Regions from separate parts of the Capsicum annuum genome. Here region 2 is linked to region 1. A link is a contact called in public Hi-C data. All regions are on one chromosome and are shown on one strand. Each heading gives the region's core, a stretch centred on a gene start, on an enhancer-like site or on the middle of the called end of the contact. The rest is flanking DNA. Distances are from core to core; before and after follow the strand shown.

What was found. A called contact is a pair of places that touch in the nucleus more often than the background predicts.
Region 2: a contact with region 1 is called in a Hi-C map of leaf, with 2.2 times the contacts expected there. The contact joins the promoter of LOC124885802 here to the promoter of LOC107878133 in region 1. A contact is called at or near these places in 4 of 5 Hi-C or Micro-C datasets (bud, leaf and placenta).

The regions. Positions count from the first base shown.
Region 1 is chr7:162,791,479-162,796,856 of UCD10Xv1.1, forward strand. It overlaps LOC107878133 (chlorophyll a-b binding protein 5, chloroplastic), which reads right to left and starts at 2,300. Exons shown (of 2, transcript XM_016725034.2): 1 at 1,814-2,300; 2 at 454-1,216. The coding sequence starts at 1,959. The coding sequence ends at 565. It overlaps LOC107878131 (nuclear pore complex protein NUP133), which reads right to left. Exons shown (of 8, transcript XM_016725031.2): 7 at 5,124-5,191; 8 at 2,763-3,722. The coding sequence ends at 3,168.
Region 2 is chr7:162,924,430-162,929,807 of UCD10Xv1.1, forward strand. It overlaps LOC124885802 (glycine-rich protein DOT1-like), which reads right to left and starts at 2,349. Exons shown (of 1, transcript XM_047394046.1): 1 at 2,059-2,349. The coding sequence starts at 2,349. The coding sequence ends at 2,059.

The DNA.
Region 1 (5,378 bases), core at 1,050-3,549:
TAGTTATATAATAATCTTTTTTTTCTATTTAAACTGGTTATAGAAGATTATTTAACCAATCATTTATTTTCTTCTTTCTTCTTTTAGGGAGAGGGTTCATCCAAAATTTATAGATTAACTTGAACACACGGGGAAATATGTTCTTTATCAAAAGTAATTCTGCATTGTGGTTCAAAATCTGAGACCTTTGATTGAGTGGATGATATTTCGCAATCCTACATACATCCTTTCACTAATACAAATTCAATATTTTTATTTGAATTTGACATATACCATATTAACACATTATGGCATTTCTGATCGACTCCCATTGGTGAGAATATTGAAAGAAGGTTTCTAATCTAGCTTTGGAAGCTAGTGGACAAATCAGTAACCAAAATGTGATAACTAAAAGGGAAGATTATATTTAGGGGTACAAAAAACAAAACTAGAACAGTGAGAAACATTACTATATGTTGGTAAATATCAGAGCATGTTAAATAGAGCATCAAGGTACAAGGCAATCTTTGACAAGCATAAAACTTCATTAGCCCAAAGTTTACAGATTAGATAGCCCTAATTACTTCACTTTCCGGGAACAAAGTTTGTGGCGTAAGCCCAAGCGTTGTTGGCGACGGGGTCATTAATGTGGTCAAAGAGGTTCTCAATTGGGCCCTTTCCAGTAACAATGGCCTGAACAAAGAATCCAAACATGGAGAACATTGCCAAGCGTCCATTCTTGATTTCCTTGACCTTCAATTCAGCAAAAGCCTCGGGATCATCAGCCAGACCAAGTGGGTCAAAGGCACCTCCTGGGTAGATCTTGTCAAGACCCTCACCAAGTGGGCCTCCACCAACCCTGTATCCTTCAACAAAGCCCATGAGAACAACTTGGCAGGCCCAAATGGCGAGGATGCTTTGGGCGTGGATAAGGTTTGGGTTGCCGAGGTAGTCAAGTCCACCTTCTGAGAAGATTTGGGATCCAGCTTTGAACCAAACAGCCTCACCAAATTTGACACCGTTCTTGGAAAGTATTTCAGGGAAGACACAGCCCAAAGCACCAAGCATGGCCCAACGGCAGTGGATCACCTCAAGCTCACGGTTTCTGGCAAACGTCTCTGGATCAGCCGAGAGTCCAGCAGTGTCCCATCCGTAGTCACCTGGGAATTCACCAGTGAGGTATGATGGGGTTTGCTCAGAGAATGGGCCCAAGTACTTTGGGCGGTCTTCTCCGTACCTATTTCATCATTAATCAGGTGTTATTAAATATTTTTCTCTTCTCTGTGTGTTAACTGCAGATTACATAATAGTGTAAGCATATTGTGCCTTGTGGGAGTGCAGATAAAGATGTTACATCTTTGAAGAAAGAGGCAGATGTAGAGCTTCCTGCTGAAGAAGTCATACAAGAGCTTGTTTTGTAAGAATATTTGGGTACAGCGATGTCATTTTGAAAGATAAGTCAAGGTTATAATTCGTTAAGCAATAGTGTTGTCACACACTGATGCATTTATGTGACTTAATTTTTTGTATAAGTAGTAACCATTCTTTTTGTTATTATCTGTTTGACTCTTGTACCTCCATTACTATCTATTGTTTTATCTTGAGCCGAGTGTCTATCGAAAACATAATAGTGTTTTTGAAAATAATATGATATGTGCGTATATAGACACTTCAATTTAATATGTACTAAAAATCATGAAATTTCACACGAATTCCAAAAAATATCAGGTGATTTCTTCTTACCATGTAACACAACATGAAGATTATCAAAAAATAGTACTAGTATAAAAGGTATGAATGGAGAATTAGATTTGAACTATAATTAAAGAAATACCAGATGCTTTGAGGAGCACTTTTGACAGTACGCCTCATGGTAAAACGGCCTCCATTGAAGCTGCCAATTTTCTTAACAAGCTCATTCTGTGATTTACCAACTGCCTGTCCAACAAATGCTGATTGTTGAATTGCAGATGTGGCCATTTTCCTTAATTTGCTAATAGAGAGAAAAAAAGCTCTTCTTTTACTACCTTCTTCTTTCTGATATGAGAGGGAAGAAGAGTGAACTAGGGGCTATATATGCAAATTAATGGATTTTTGAGGATTACAAGATGTACAACTCAGCAATGGCTGATTGGTTCTTGTTATGTATTTGGATTTCCCTTGTGATTTTCATATGGTAGACAGAGGCCTCCGTTCTGCCACGTGGCGTTGCTACATCCGTTGAGGTGAGATTTTCTCTCAGTTTCAGATATGTTTTGCCACTCAAGAATTTTCTACGGTGGGTCACAGACGAACAGTCATTATTTCAAAAGAATCTTTCGCAAACAAATGTACCAAGTTTACAAGAACCGATCGATAATGTGACAACTTGTAATTTCCAGCTCAGCAAATGGAAATTATTTTATGTGGGTATTAATCTGATATGGAATTAGGTTGTAATTTTGGTGTAGCAAGACGTTTAGGATAACGCAAGAGATTAAAAAAATATTAAAATCAACTTTATACATGAATAATTTACCTTCTAACCGGCCACCAAGCGATCATAATAGTTTAAGGATTTTTAACCTATTCATTCATTTTCTTATTTTGAATATGTGGGGGTAATTTTGATCCTTCTCCCATCACGCCCCATATCAGGTGTGAATAGCGTTATTCTGTCAAGAAATGCACTCTTTTTGCTATAGATGTACAAACAACACAATCCATACGAAATGCACTGTTTATTTTTCCTTTTGAAAAACTCAGTAGAACTCTCTGAAACTCAGATGCCTGACAAGTAGTTATGATCGGCAAAGTCAAAATACCTTGGATATGTGATAACACGCAGTATACCTGACTGACAGCAAAACAGACTGCTAGGAAAGTAGGCAAATCATAAGTACATTTTAACTAAATTTACAAGGCGAAATCTCCTTTGCTTGGTGGACAGAGAACTTTTGAACTCTTAAAAGAACCAAAAATCTTCTGACACTGCTCATCAATCATTCTACCAACGTCATTGAACCACCAAGCACTCACCCTATATTGATTTAACTACAACGAGCACTGATACATGAACATGACTGCCATATACAATTTCATCTTCAGTGTTAAAAAACTGCAGATCAAGCTGCTCAACCAGCAAAGAAACATTCAAATTATGCAGGGTAAGCACAAATTTCCCACAATCATTCAGAATGCTAGGACAATTACTCCATTGGGGTAGGTTCCTCCTCTTCCACAATACTAATAGTATTGGAGTGAACACTTCCTAGCATAACTGCTGTCAGCATCAACTTGCCGGCCTCAGGATAATCCTTGTGCTGCATCAGGATTGTTTCCACCGAGGATCCCATGTTCTTCAACGTCACTTGCTCAGAATTTTCTGGCCTCAGTGGCAGCGCTTCCTGGAAATTGCCCTCAAAAGTTTCAGCTTTGGGGCCATAGCACCTGCTGGAAGCCTGGAAAAGGATGGTGTCCTTTAGAATGCTCAAAGTCTCCTCATCACCCCACCCCTCATCTACTGATGCTTGATACAGCCTCTCCCAGTCGTCTTGATTGGAGGCATTTCTCCAGCAATCCTCCAAGAGGCTTGCGTTAGACTTGATAAAAGAGGAGCTGGTCCATGCAAAAATGTCAAAAACTCTCAATGAAAGCTCCCTATCCTGAATTTTAAGGCACAATTCAATAAGGTCCACCGGAGGAAGAAGCCGCTGGCTAATATTTTGCCTTTCACCGTCAGGAAGGAGTTTCATTATTTCTTCCTGCAAGAGAAGTAAACTTGACAATAAGATACGCCTGAGCATACACAGAGAGAGAGAGAGAGAGAGAGAGAGAGAACAAGTGATCAAGCACACAGTTAATATGGTTAACAGAGGCACGCAAGGGCCTGGCTTAGCATTCAATGAATTGGGTGAAAACTTTGGAGGCCAGGATTCAAATTCCAGCAGAGACAAAGAAGCACACAGTTAATATGGTTAACAGAGGCACGCAAGGGCATGGCTTAGCATTCTATGAATTGGGTGAAAACCTTGGAGGCCAGGATTCAAATTCCAGCAGAGACAAAGAAGATATTAGGTGATTTCTTCTCATCTGCCTAAGTCTTTAGTAGGCAAAGCTATTGGTGTATGTGCTAGTGAGAAATGATGGAATAGTTGATGTGTCTGCGAACTGCCCCGAACAGCACCATTATTGGAAAAAGAAATCGTTTACAGCGACTGAGAATAGGAGGATATTCATCCGATAGTTCTTTCTTCACAACAATCTGGACCATTAAGAGAAAAAACCGACAAAACAATAAGAAAAAGGGGAAGTGGGGCACTGACTGGCTGCATTTGCCTGGTTGGGTTTTGGGTCACTGAATTTGGCTGTTCAACCCACAGCGGAAACCTCTCATTTCCTATTAGCTTTTCATATATTTCTTCTAGAAAAGCTGTCTCTGGCTGCTTCTAGTGTTTGTAGGTGTAGAACTTTCGAAGTTGGTGAAGATACAGTTTAAGCACTTTGTCCAGACTTTGAAGGAGAGCCTTGGAGTAACTGGTAAAGTTGCTGCCATGTGAACAGGAGGTCATGGGTTCAAGCCTTGGAAACAGCCCCTTGCAGAAATGTAAGGTGAGGCTGCGTACAATAGATCCTTGTGGTCGGCCCTTCCCCGGACCCTGTGCATAGCAGGAGCTTATTGCACCGGGCTGCCCTTTCCTTTGTCCAGACTTTTACCTCAATTATTTCATAAATTTCAAACAAGAACTTTTTCTTTTCCAATTATTACCAGACAGTAGCCTGCAATCATCTACCTCAAAGTTAAAACGTTGGAAGTTTTTATGATAACAGAAGTCCATATAAGCTCCTATGTTCTGTTTAATCTTGTTGGTCAAATGTTGAACAGTCATTTTTCAAGCCTGTCATGACGAAAATTATTACTGTCCCTCAATTAAATTATGGCAGATAAACAGTAAACCATACAAGACATTTCCATATCAAGAGATAGATGGGGGCCGTAATGGTAAAAACCCACAAGATAGTAAGCTAGAATTTGAGTAGTCACTGCCAGTATTATCGCTAGATGTCCTAATAATTTGTATTGTCGTCATTGTACAACTTCTGTTAACAAAAGACCAACTTATACTGAAGTGAGACAAAATCCTCAGCTCCAATTAAAATGATACCTGCAAGTTCAGAATCTTTAAATCAGCCTCTATTTGCTTCACCTTTGTTTCAAAATTAGCACTTCTTCCTACCAAGAGATGAAGTAAATGTGAGTCGGCACCAGTAAAAAGAATATAATTGGATAGATGAAATTTGTTGAATTCTAAAGGTCAAACGTCCAAATGACACGGAAAATGAGGAAGATGAAGAATGTCAGCAATCTCAAATAACTATAATGAATCTGGAATCAACTGATGTAACTTAATTAAATCAGT
Region 2 (5,378 bases), core at 1,099-3,598, 130 kb after region 1:
TCAAAAATATCCCTGAACTATCCGAAATAGCCCAAAAATGCCCTTCTTAGATTTTTGGCTCAAAAATGCTCCTCTGTTAAATATTTGGCTCAAAAATACCCCTCCCTCTAACAGAATTCGGAAAAGGATCAAAAATACCCCTAAACTATCTGAAATGGGTCAAAAATACTCCTATGTTAAATATTTGGCTCAAAAATATCCCTCCCTTAACGAAATTAAATTATTTTAATTTTTTCGTTAATTTATATAAAGTTCATCATTTAATTTATATTTCGTCAATTTCATTAAGTGAAAATTTATATTTCGTTAATTTAGTTAATTTATATTTCGTTAATTTCTTTAAAGTTTAAAAAGATGTAAAGTGAAAATGTCTTTTTAGAATAAATGTATGTTTATTTTCCAAATCAAATTCAACCAATTTATATTATAATTCAAATACTTTTTTTCATTATCTTATTTTTAAAATTAAAAAAATACTTTTATGTAAAATAAATTAAAGTATTAGGTTAAAAAGTTAAAGTTAGGGTTTAATTCAATCGAAATAATTTAATTTCGTTAAGGAGAGGAGTATTTTTTAGCCAAATATTTAACAGAGGGGTATTTAACGAAATTAAATTATTCCGATTATTTCGTTAATTTATATAAAGTTTATCATTTAATTTATATTTTGGTAATTTTTGTAAGTGAAAATTTATATTTCGTTAATTTCTTTAAAGATTAAAAAGATGTAAAGTGAAAATACCTTTTTAGAATAAATGTATGTTTATTTTCCAAATCAAATTCAACCAATTTATATTATAATTCAAATAATTTTTTTTATTATCTTATTTTAAAATTAAAAAAATACTTTTATTTAAAAAAATTAAAGTATTAGGATTAAAAAGTTAAAGTTAGGGTTTAATTCAATCGAAATAATTTAATTTCGTTAAGGGGAGGGGTATTTTTGAGCCAAATATTTAACAGAGGGGCATCTAATGAAATTAAATTATTTCGATTATTTTGTTAATTTATATAAAGTTCATCATTTAATTTTTATTTCGTTAATTTCTTTAAGTGAAAATTTATATTTCATTTATTTATATTTCGTTAATTGCTTTAAAGATTAAAAAGATGTAAAGTGAAAATACCTTTTTAGTATAAATGTATGTTTATTTTTCAAATCAAATTTAATCAATTTATATTATAATTCAAATACTTTTTTCCATTATCTTATTTTTTAAATTGAAAAAATATTTTTATGTAAAAAAATTAATGTATTGGGGTTAAAAAGTTAAAGTTAGGGTTTAATTCAATCGAAATAATTTAATTTCGTTAAAGGGAGGGGTATTTTTGAGCCAAATATTTAACAAAGGGATATTTTTGACCCATTTCAGATAGTTCAGGGGTATTTTTGATCCTTTTCCGAAATCCATTAGAGGGAGGGGTATTTTTGAGCCAAATATTTACTGGAGAGGTATTTTTGAGCTAAAAATCTAACGAGGGGCATTTTTGAGCTATTTCAGATAGTTCAGGAATATTTTTCAGCCTTTTCCGTAATAATAATAATAAAATAGTAATAATAATGTGAAAAAAGTTATAAATCTTTCGTGATTTACTAAAATAAATAAGAAAGAAAAATAATTAATTTTTAATATTAGAAATAAGTAAAAAGGAATAAGTAATCTAATAAGAAATAAGAAGAGATTTATATTAAAAAAAAATACTATGTATAGTTCAATTACAAAGTCTCAAATAAAAATATCATAAAAAAATAAATGAAGACAAATGTAACATATATGCAAAATAAATAAACATATGTAACTATTTAATTACATTAAAAATTTTGGGAGGACTACCAAAAAAAAAGGAAATCCTCCCTTGTATATAGTAGTAAAATAACTCCACTAACAACTCTCAAACTTAATAGCCACAAAATTATGAATCACGATTTATTTGATGAAAAAGGCATCATGAAAGAATATGATTTAATGATAATTGGCTTTATTTCTGTACTCTATACTGGTGAAAAACATTCGGTGAAAATGATGCTAAACCGGGAGCCTATAAAAAGAACTTTATTTAAACTTCAATTGGATTAATTGCCTCCACATCTCCATGGCCTTCCCCTGCTCCCACACCAAATCCACTACTGCCATCTTCGCCTCCTCCTCCTCCTCCACCTCCGCCAGTACTACCTCCTCCATTGCTACCTAATCCACCCCCATAGCCGCCTCCTATTCCCCAGCCAAATCCACCATTCGCACCTCTTCCTCCTCCTCCACCACCACTTCCTCCGTCACTACCTCCAGCACCATAGCCACCTCCAATTCCCCAACCAAATCCACCATCCTCCGCCACCACCTCCTCCATCGCTACCACCACTACCAAAACCACCGCCTAATCCCCCACCAGATCCACTATTCTCACCTCATCCGTCACCGCCACCGCCACCACCTCCTCCTCCTCCCCCTCCACCGCTGCCAACACTACCACCAATAATTTGTTCTACTCCGCTGATGCCAGGGAGGGATGTTCAGGGCTGGAAACTGAAAAAGGTTCCTTGCATATGTCGCTTGCACGAAAACACACACAGCAAACAAAAGAATCAACCTGCTACTCATCATCTCATTTCTTGTTAACGCTGCACCAAAAAGTCGCAAGCCTCGTTAGTAAGTACTATTACAAATATTTGGAAAAAGCCACAAAATTCTGTTTTTTTTTTTTATTGGAAAATTTAACTGTCTAAACTCTATCTATCGTTAGCACAATATAAGAATTAATTAAAAATGTGATTGTGTAGAATTAACAAGAAATTAAAATGAGAATGGCTTCTTACTTGGCTCTTACACTCGTATGTGTTTTGAGCTCAAGTGACCTGAGAGAACAGCTAAGCACTTCGATGAATAATATGAGATGTTTAGGAGGATTTAAATACTATTGATTAGTGGTAAGAGTAACATACATTGTTAATGTGGTCAAGAAGAATTAAGATCAAGACTAACGTTATGGTAATTAATTGTGTGAGAAAAACGTACATGTTCTATTAGACACTTCACACTAGTATGATTTAGTAGCCATTAAGGATTAGTACTGCTGTACAAGTAAGATGAAATATCCAGTACCTGAAAAATAGGTTAATGAGTATAATAGTTCAACTCAGCTTACATAAAATCTACAATATATATATATAAAAAAAAAATTATAGAAGTTCTTCCCGAAAAAAAGAAATTTATTTTATTCCGAATAAAATTATTGTATAAGTATTAGAAGGGATTCTAATCGCATAGTGATAAGAATTGTTGCAGCATAACAAGGTTATGAATTCAAACTGTTTAATATTCTCGTAGAAATGTAAGATATTGCATATAAAAAATTTAATGTGATTAGGAGATTAATCTACAATATTATTTTGATATATGTGAATATTAACTCCATATTGAGATTACATAGCATCCAATTCCATTTATTTGCTAAGAGGGTATTTGGATCGACTTATTTTATGTAGTTTTGACTTTTAAACTCTTTTTTATTTTTGGAGTTGTTTGGGAAGCTTTCTTTTAGGCTGGAAAAAAAATACAAAAATGAGTTAAAAGCCAAAGTTGGATATTACTAACTTATTTGGTCTGATCAATTTGAATTACTCTTATGTCTTATAGTTTGAATTACTATATTTCTATTTCTAATATGAATCTCGGTATCCATTGAGAGAACTAAATCAATAAAGGAAAAAATAATAAATATAGGCATATTTAAAAAAAAATTCACATTCCCAAGAAGTAATCAAGTAAACCATTAACAAGCAGTTCCATGAGCATCTAAAGAAAGAGTAAACCTCGCTGATTTTTAACGCCCAGATCATGATATAAAATAAGTCGATAAAGTATAAATTTAATTTCAAAAATTTGAAAGCAGTAAATGCTCAATATGTGACTCACCCGATGTCCTTATTCTACAAAGTATCTTGTTATACAACCACTACATTTATATCCTTTATTTCTCATACAAATTGATCCTTAACATGAGAATTTTCAATGCTACAACAATACCAACCACAATTGAAACACTAAACTCTCTGTTTGAATGGTGGTTTGCCATGGTATGATATAGTATAGTTATTAAGAAAATCATGTTTGTTTTGATTGTTTCTTAAAATATATGATATGACATGATTTAATCTCATGGTTTGATAACCATGAAAATCCCTGTAATCACCGATTTGGTGGTATCCCATGGTTTGCTTATTTTTTTCCCAATTATACCCTTACTTAATATTCAATAATCTTATTTTTCCCTTCATCTTATATTATTTAACTCCATCTCCTACTCCGACCTCTCACTCCACCAGCCTCACCCCACCCCACGCCCACCAAACCCCCACCCAATTTTTTTTTAATTAATATTTTAAAAACTTGTTCTTACCCAACCCACCCCCATCACCTACTAGCCCTCATTCCTTCACCAATTTCTTTTATATTTTAAAATTTATTTTTTAAAACTTTCAAGAAAATTTTCTTACCACCCCCACCCCCTACCATCTTCCCCCTCCCCCCCAATACCACACACAAAAAAAAGAATTAATAAATTTTTTTTAAAAAAATTAAAACTTTTTTTTACCCCCACCCCCTACTCCACTAACCTCACCCCTAAATATTTCTTTAAAAAAATATTTTTTAACCCCGCCACCCTTTATCATATTTGTCTTTATTACTTTATGTTAAATATATACAAAAAAAAAATTAAAATTTTTTTGTGTGTTACGAACACAAGAAAATAAGTAAGAAACAATTTATTTTCTTGAAAAATAATATTTTTTTTTGGATTTCATTATCAAACACATTCGTAGCATACACAAAAAATGCATTCAAGCTTTGTACTTGTCATTGGTGTCTAGTCTAAAAACACCAAAAAGAAATAAAAAAATTACTATAAAAAATAAATTCGGTTATATTTATTTGATCTATTATTTTATTGACTTTGTTAGAATTTACATGAATTTAACAACTTAATATATCTATATGGCATAATTATGATAAAATAGTAGGAAGAAAATTATTTTATTAACAATTATTGATAAATTTAATATTTATAATAATTAAGAGTATTTTAGTAAACTTACTTGTTACAATACAGTACCATACTGTCAAACCAAACAATAAAACTGTCATCAAACAGCAGTGAATAATACAATCTATCCAAACATTATATTGTACTATACTATACTATATTATATTATATCATACTATACAGTACCATACATTATAAAATCATGGCAAACCACCATCAGTGTAACATGAGGATTTTCTGTCTCCTTGTCTATCCAATCAAAACCGTTAACATGAGAATTTACGGTCCTATACCAAAATACCAATCCCAAGTCAACCAAATCAATCCCACCCTTG